Regions from separate parts of the Anas platyrhynchos genome. Here region 2 is linked to region 1. A link is a contact called in public Hi-C data. All regions are on one chromosome and are shown on one strand. The core of a region is the stretch at or near the end of the contact, and the rest is flanking DNA. Distances in the headings are between cores, read along the strand shown. Region 1 holds the start of ANTXR2 (ANTXR cell adhesion molecule 2). Region 2 overlaps ANTXR2 (ANTXR cell adhesion molecule 2).

Region 1 (3,976 bases), core at 879-3,378:
CAAAGATAAGTGATGCAAATGCAACCACTCACCACCTCCCAAGGGTAGAGGGATGCCCAGCCAGTTCCCAAGCAAAGGACGGTCAGTGTCCCTAACTCCTCTCTTTTCCCTTTTTATTGTCAAGTGTAACGCTGTTCAGCATGAAACACCTTTTTGGTTAGTTTGGGCCCTCTGCCTGCTTGTGTCCCCTACCAGTCTCTGCACTCCTCACATCACTCTTTCTGTAGGGAATAGTACTTGTTTAAAGACCAAGGTTGTTCCTACGTCTGCCGCAGGGAAAGAGAAAATACTTGTTTGATCTCACAGTAGTGGAACTGTGTTGTGATCCAATTTAGCAAGAAAAGACTTTAGAATTCTATGCGGCGTCCTGTCGTTCCAACAATCAATTCAGCGTGGGAAACCTGTTTGTTAGAAGTGACAAGGAGAAGATGGATGTTAGAGATATCAACTTTGCCAGCTTATCGCTGCCGTGACTGACACGGGATTCTTCTTGTGTTTTGTCACGCATGAACAAGAAAGATGTCGACTCAGAGATGGAGGCTCCATGAGGATAACAAATATCAGTCCACCACACCGCAAGTTTTTCTCACCCAGCAAGCCAGCTGCATTCTCCCGAGCTGCGTGCCAGCCATACCCGCAGTAAAGCAGAGGTTCTGTCACAGAAGCTTGCAGTACGATGTGCTTCTCTAATAGGGACACAGCTCGAGGTCACGGTCACGCTTGGGTGTGCTCCCAGCAGCCCTGAAACGCAGGCCAGGAGCACTCGGCTGCAGCACCCCTCTTACACGTCTGAAGAGGCTAATTCCTCCCGGTCCCATCTGTGTTCCCTGCATACCAGGCCTCCTGCAACCCCATAAAACATTAATTTAATAAAAGCCACAATGACGTGACAGCTTACTGCCAGTCACAAACTCACATTGATTCCTGAATAATTCATTTGGCAGGGGATGGGGCAGAAAAAGGTAATTTCTGGGGGATTTTTGTCTTGGTAAACTGCTCACCCTGTGGCCAGTTCCACCGCAAGACATTTGTTTCAGGAGACTGTCCAATTCTGAAGGAAACTTGTATTTTCTTGTAAGGCATTGGGCACCTCTGACCCATGTTTTATCTTGCCACAGTTGGACAGCCTTACTGATTCATTGCTCCCATGGCTGATATCATGGTAGGAGACACATTTTTGGTGAAATTGAGAGCTCTGGGACATATTATTTGGCTAGAAAAACGTAGCTTAACACATGGTGAGGAAGAATGCCCTGCCTAGCCCTAAGCCTGAAGTCTCCTGAGTTCTCCTGAAGTCTCTGGCGCTGGAGAGCCCCGCACCTTCAGCTTCCCTGCATCGTAGCTGTGAATGCAGCCCACTGGAAATTAAAGCCGCTTGGATCAGATGCTGTTAAAACAAAATGGTGAATAAAAGAAAAACCAACTTTATTTGAAATCCTGTCAATCACTCGTCACATAGTGCTTGTGGCGAAAACTCCATGCAGGAAACAAAGAACTAGAGGCTAGACATTTATTTTTAACTTGGGAGATAATTTTGGTCTATGCAGCTCGTGGCTAGAATTTTTCATCAGAGAAAACTCACGCATCTTTTTAGCCTTCAGATAATATTTTAAGATTATAAAGCATATTTGAACTTCCTGCGAAAACCTGAGGCCCCAGATGGCAAACTCTGAAAAGATAATATTCTTGCAGCATAAAGTGACGCTTTCCACAGTGCCTCATGTTCGCTGCGAAGGATCCAGCTTATGCTTCAAACCAAATGCCTGCTCTATATTTAGCACGGCAGAGTCTATTGTGAAGCGGTGCAGTTTGGTGGTTACCACGTGCGCAGTCCCAGAGCAACAGTTTGGGTCTGTCGGAGCCGGTTCCTGAAAGGAGAAAATGGTTAATGCGCATGGATGTAACACGACTTGGAACAGCTTTTGGTTGGTTTCGGGGGGGAGAAAAAGAACTTGAGCGGTCTTTGAGCTGGCAAAGTGCTTACAAAGGGAAGCAGTGATCTAAAAATAAGAACAATAGTTTAAAAAGACACAACGCGAGGAGGCCGGCGGTTCAGCCTCCTCGGAGGGCGGCAGGCTCGCTCGGGCTGAGCTCGGCGTCCCGGCCTTCAGGGGGCTGCCGGGGGGCCCGGGGAGCCCCGGCTGCGCCTCGCTTCTGAGTTTGCACCGCAAGCAGCGGCTCCGAGCCCCGTGGCGTGTGGCAAGCGCCTCGCTCGGCTCTCAAACTTGCCTCAGAGAGCCGGCAGGGCAGCGCCTGAGGGGAGGGCACGGCACGGCCGAGCCGGGCGGGGAGGCGCCTGCGGCGGAGCCGGGTCGCCCTGCTCGGGGCTGCGGGCGGCCAACGGGGCCGGGGAGCGGGGGGGCGGTGAGGGAGGCGGGCCGAGCCCGCCCGGCCCCGGCCCCCGCCGCTGACGGGCGGGGAAGGGCCGGGCCGGGCCGGGCCGGGCGAGCCGCGGCGGCGGGCGAGGGGCGGCCACTCGAGCAGCGCCCGCGCCCGCTGAGCGGCAGCACGGCCGCGCCGGGCCCCCGCGTCCCCTCGCCGCCGCCCCGAGGCCCCATGGCGGGGCTCTCGCTGCCGCCGCCGCCGCTGCTGCTGTCGCTGCTGCTGCTGCTGCTCCCGCCCGCCGCCGCCTCTCCGGCCCCGGAGCAGCCGTCGTGCCACGGCGCCTTCGACCTGTACTTCGTGCTGGACAAGTAAGGGCTGCGCGGGGGGCTGAGGGGGCGGCGAGCGGGGCTGGCGGTCGCCTCAGCGGGCTCTCGGCCCCCCTCAGGGGGCTAACGGTCAGCGCGCGGGGCTCGCCTCAGCGGGCTAACGGTCCCCGCGCCGCGCTCAGCCGCCGCCGCCGCGCCGGGCTAACGGTCGCCGCGCGCCACCGTCGCGTTTGTTTTACTATTATTATGTATTATTTTATTATTATTATTGTTTTTGTGAGGTAAAAAGGCGCTTTCTGAGTAAAAAAAAAGTGCCGGCGGCGGCCGTTTTTCGGGCAGCTGCCGCCCCTCCCCCGCCGCAGCTGCCGGCGGTGGGGTTTGTGGCGGGGAAGTTTGCGGCGGCCGGGCTCGGCTGCTGCTCGCTGCCTCACCGGGAAACAGCCCCAAAACCGCTCCCGGGAACCTCCGGGGGGGTCCTGAGGGGACCAAACAGTCCTGGGGGGCTGGGTCTCGCTGGAAATGCCCCTTTCCTCCCCCCCCTTTCCGTAACTCAGGCCTACGACTCACACGCTTCTGGTTTTCTTTCCAGGTCTGGGAGCGTAGCGCAGAACTGGCACGAGATATTTGATTTTGTGCATCAACTGACGGAAAGATTTGTGAGGTGCGTTTTGTTCCCTGCAGTGTCTCTCGTTCTGGGATAGCTTGAGAAAGCCCACGTTTTCGTAAGCTCGGTAGATCCCTCTCACAAACATGTTAAGAGTTTGGCTTCTAATGCCCTGATTGCGAGAAAATCTTGGAAACTTTCCCTTAATTTTCTCATGTTTGGAACTCAGTAAAAAGGCGATAGTAAGCATCTTTAAACACTTAAGTCTCTCAGAGTACTTTGAGGGGTGAATACCTCTTTTTCTGATCTTATTTTTCCCTGAACCACAGGGAAATACTTCTCATACATATTTTTCCCTGAACCACAGGGAGATACTTCTCATACAGCATTTCATGTGTACTGCTTTTAGAGATCTAGATGAAGATAGCAATCTGACTACACCTCTGTGTGTGCATGTAAATGCGCAGGTGAAAAATGGGGAGGTATCTTTCAAGCTCAGAAAAATACACAGGAAGTTTGTGCCTTGGTAACAGTGTATGTGTCATACGTACATGTAATCAACTTTATGTTTAACTGGCTCGCAGTACTGTCTGACAAGTAGTGGTGCTGCAGAAATGGCTGTTGTAAACACTGGCTAACTGTACAAACAGCTGAGGGTGACTGGGTTGTAGCATCCTGCTTTAAAAAAAAAAAAGAGTGAAACAAAGAAAACCTCCAAAAA
Region 2 (4,394 bases), core at 1,287-3,786, 99 kb after region 1:
GAGTGTTGCCACTGCACCTTTGTCCCCCCTTTATTAGCACCAGAAATAAGCACTGGGTACGGTAACAGACAAGTTATGGCAATCTCTTCTTCCAGGCTTTCTGAGCCCTGAGCACAGCAGATCGTGGGTCAATGACTAGGGCTTCAACCAGCTGTAATACTAGCAACAATAGCAATAAATTCACCCCGTTTGAATTATGTCTGACATACCATTAATAGACATCTTTGCAAGTCAAGAGCAAAGCAGATTGACAGCGATGCGTAAGAACATAAATCAGATAGCTTTATAAATTCTCCTCTTTCATAATCCAGAAGGTCTAAATCAGATGTGGCGCAGGCCACAGCAGAAAATACATCCTGTGGTCATTTTAATTATTGTGCTGTACAAGAATTTGGCTGTCATGAAGGGTTTAGGCCTTGGTTCAAGGTAGAGGATTCTGGAGCTGCCACTTCAACACCACTCTGTATGGAAAAGGTTTGGTAGGGGGACAGCAGCGATGTCCAAATATCTGCAGAGTTGACAATTAGTAATCCATGTGAATGGAAACGAAAGCCTAATGATGTGCTGTGGGGTTTTGTCTGCGGGAAGGGGAGCTGACTGGTCGACATGTGCTCATTGTACCAGGGAAGCCGACATGGGTTGAGGGGTCGGAAACAGCTTGGCGTTCGCGTTCCTTACTGGGCCCAGTGGTCAATGTCATTAATGCTGAATTCATTATTACGGCAAAGAATCCAGCTATCAGATAGCACTGTAAAGGCTTCGGTTGGTGAAGTGGTGAAGTGACAGCTGGATCACAGTGGCATCTAGAGGGCTGTTACATGCAGTGTGCGCGCAGGCATTCGTGAGGTTCCTGCTGCGGCTCTGTCTCTCCAGCTACGGAGCCATCTCAATCTCAGCAGTCACAACTGTGCTACAGCCGCACCCACCCACCGTGCTGGGGGATTTCCAGGCTTCTTCCAAAGAGAATTCGCTTAAACCCTATCTACGTCTTCCAGCAGATTCATGTTTTTCACAGATTTTAAGTTAGATTTTCCCCCACAGTAATAATGTGGTCATTATTAAAAGGCAAAAATAATTATATATCATCCTAAATGTTCATCCTCTCTTTTCAAATAATTATCATATGCTAGATGGTTGCTGCAAATCAAAAGAGCCAGGCCATGAGCTGGGGTATGAATTCCACGTTTTTGTTGTGTTACAAGCTGAGAACGTGACCCCTGGATGACTCGCAGACATTACAGTTGTAGAGCATCTGCTTCTTACTTACATGGGCTGTTCAGAGAGGATGTTTCTTCAGAAAAGGCTGTGTTAAAGACATGCATCAGGAAGACGAGGCTCTGGGAAGTGTCTGTAAAGGAAGGAGGTTTTAGGATGGGCTTGAAGGGGACTTTCCTCAGCTGAGGTCATGACTGTGGAGGGAAGGAGCTGGAAGAAAATGGTTTTGGTTTATCTGTTGCTATCAACGATGTCAGAGAAAGATAAATTGCATTCTTCCCACTTCAAGTGGTTGCATACAGGGGATGAAGGAAGAATAATTGAGATGTTAGACTTTTGTGTGTGAGATGCCATCTCTAGGAACTGTAAATTTCTGGTATTCTTGCCTTTTTTGATGAAAAAACTCCTACGAATGCCAGGTTGTGGTGTTTGTTGGCTTTAGTGGGCTTCTCTTAAGATCCTCTTCTGATTTCACAAGGTTTGAAATTTTACGCATGTAGAAGCATTTTTTTTTCTTTCTTTTTTTCCCTATAAAAAGATGTAGAGGACTCAAGAAGTCCTTCCTGATGCTAACATGGGGAAGCCATTTGGCACAATAGTTCAGGCCTGACATCAATTTGGCTGCAGTCCTCCCATAATATAAATGGGGTCCCCCAGTAATACTCCTGACAAGGATTCATCCCCGTACATTTAAGAGTTCAAAGAGGAAAGACACTTCTCAGAGAAAACAGCTCTATCTTCAGAGCTCCCCCCTCCTCCTCCCTGCAGAGCTACAGCAGAAATACCACAGAACAATACAGCGGATGAGATACCGCAGAAATTAAGGAAGAACTCTTGGAGCTGCACCTAGAAATAAAATCCCACGATCCCACGCCCTCTGCCTTCTCACTCGAGGTGAGGGAACTCTCCCCACACAAGCTCAGCTTATCGCTCTGGGCATCACAGGGGAAGAGGTGGCCCGGTCAGCGCGCCCCTTTGGGTGAGCGGCAGCACTGGGTTAGGTGTGTGCTGGGACGCCCGCCAGGACAGAGATCACTTTCCCTCTGGCAGTGAGAACAAGCCCGAGCTGCCTTCCAAGGCATAATTAGATCTGAAGGAGCAGAGCCCTCCATTGGCAAGCGCTTGCAATGGGAAAACATTAATGTGTCCTTCAGGAAAGCAGGGTCAAACCTTGCCAGGCCATGGTGCATTTCCATGGAGGCAGAAGCGCTGCAAGTGCGGGAGGCTTCCTGCCAAGGGGTCAGATGGAGAGAGCTGAGGCCCTCGCTCCACAGAACCCGCGACGGGGAAACAGGGACTCTGCAGGCCATTTCCACATCCTTTCCTTTTGCATAAGCAATGCTTGCCTCATCTGAGGAAAACAACAAACTCCTGCCCTCTAGAGACAGGAGACCTCCAGCTCTGCTGAATAAAATATTTGCCACAACCTCCTTTTGAAGCAGATGCTACAAATGCATACAGTTTTATTCTCCCCTAAGGCCCACACAACCAGCTCAGCAGCTCATCGTCCTCTCTTCTCCCAGACCTGGAAGGCCAACTCGCAGGAGAAGCAGCTTGTCACAACCACTGTTTTTCAAGGCAGTAGATTATTTGGAGAACTGCTGAATAAAGCAGTCACAGAAAACTTGGCAAAGGAAGATAAATCCCTCCCTTCCTCATTACCACAACCTGTCTGGGCAAGACAGCAAATGCTCACACTAGTTGAGCACTTTTTTCCCTTAACTTCCCCAGCTGCCGGCAATCCACTCCCCTTCTTGCCCTTCTCTGAAAACTGGTCAGGGCATGAGCTGTCTCCCTGCGGTGTAAGTCACAGGGTGATGGCACTCAGAGACACAACAGGGTACCGACCATACGAATAACCGCGGCGCGTGCTGCTCCTACTGATGCTCATGCCCCGAGCAACCCCATGGAGCCCAGCTCCCTGCAGACACAGACGTGTGGCTGTGCAGCACGTGTGCTGCTTGCGTTCAACCTAATTACCAGGAGCATAGTGTGGAGGGGACTTTGTGGATTACTCTTCTCAAGTTTTCCAAGGTGGGAAAAATGTCTTCAAAGCCTACCCCTGAATCGGTGCTCTCAAGTACCGTGAGTCTTGGTAGAAATGCTCCTTTCAGTGCCACACAACATATTGAGCTACAAATCCTTTCAGTCCTGGTTTTCACAAGGTTACACCACTGGTAAGCATGTACTTCCAAGCTTTTATTCACTGTAGCAACTGTGCGGAAATGTCCATATGTCCAGTTACAAAATAAGCGTTATCAGTGGGGGTGAAAAGCTGTTCTTAATAGCATTTTCCCAAAGCCGCCAGTGTACTAAAAATACTACAGCTAATACCCCCCGATTCCTCACTGCACCAAGCATGTTCATTTACATCTGAGCAAAGTATGTACGAAGTGGTTACCAAGCCTTGCCAGATCGTAACAGCAGCGTTTTGTACGCACGCACGTGTGACCAGTGAATGTTTGCTCCAAACAGCAAAGCGCGCCAACACAAGATTTACCAAACCACATGCACAAGTCAGGGGCGTTTGGGGAAACCAACAAATCAGATCTTTGCAGCTTTGCTGAACAGTAGTGAACACTGCATCAGGACCACATCAGATATAACACATCAGTGGGTTTAAGACACCCACAGGGCTTCTCTCCACAATGTAGTACTTACATTAAGGTAACAGTTTGAGGAAGATGGCTACAGATGAGCTACGTATTTTCCTGCAAGAAACATTTTTTTGACACAGCAGCTACAGCCACCTGGCCATCCACTATGCACTTTATATATTTGGTCACATCTCTAAAATAACCTGTTTTGAACCTTTTACTGACAGTTTCTGGCCAATACTCTAAAATGCAGTAGTTATTTGGTGCAGAAAAAGGGAACTACCTTTTAAAAGAAATTCATGTTGTCTTCCTTTTCTGCACTTGGCTCGCATTTTAGTTGGCCTCACCTAAAGCAAGCCCCAGGGATGAGAGTTGGGTCTGATGTCGGACTTAGCTACTGAGGTATCTGTAACCTGTGCTGGCACATTCTCCTCAAAGCAGTCAGATGCTGCCAGTTCTCATCCTGAAACAACTGTTCTTGAAATTCAGATATGTGTCTTCTGAAAACTGACCTACATGGCTGCCAGATTGCTTGGAAAGATCGTGAGGTGCATGCACACATGCTAAGGAGGCTACATTACA

The links. A called contact is a pair of places that touch in the nucleus more often than the background predicts.
Region 2: a Hi-C map of subcutaneous adipose tissue shows a contact between it and region 1, with 2.6 times the contacts expected there. The contact joins the enhancer-like site here to the promoter of ANTXR2 in region 1. A contact is called at or near these places in 2 of 8 Hi-C or Micro-C datasets (liver and subcutaneous adipose tissue).

What each region holds. Positions count from the first base shown.
Region 1 is chr4:49,216,809-49,220,784 of IASCAAS_PekinDuck_T2T, forward strand. It overlaps ANTXR2 (ANTXR cell adhesion molecule 2), which reads left to right and starts at 2,129. Exons shown (of 17, transcript XM_027456989.3): 1 at 2,129-2,693; 2 at 3,241-3,312. The coding sequence starts at 2,557. It overlaps LOC101789388 (a long non-coding RNA gene), which reads right to left. Exons shown (of 13, transcript XR_005265295.2): 10 at 3,219-3,976; 11 at 1-1,868.
Region 2 is chr4:49,315,300-49,319,693 of IASCAAS_PekinDuck_T2T, forward strand. The region is part of intron 16 of ANTXR2 (ANTXR cell adhesion molecule 2); the gene reads left to right. All of the region lies in intron 11 of LOC106014946 (a long non-coding RNA gene), which reads right to left. Among named protein-coding and RNA genes, the nearest start is that of ANTXR2, 99 kb to the left of the region's middle. Within about 2 kb of position 2,537, at least 1 of the 8 cell types and tissues checked has an H3K27ac peak or open chromatin away from gene starts, as enhancers often do. A contact at or near this core is called in subcutaneous adipose tissue, where this site is marked.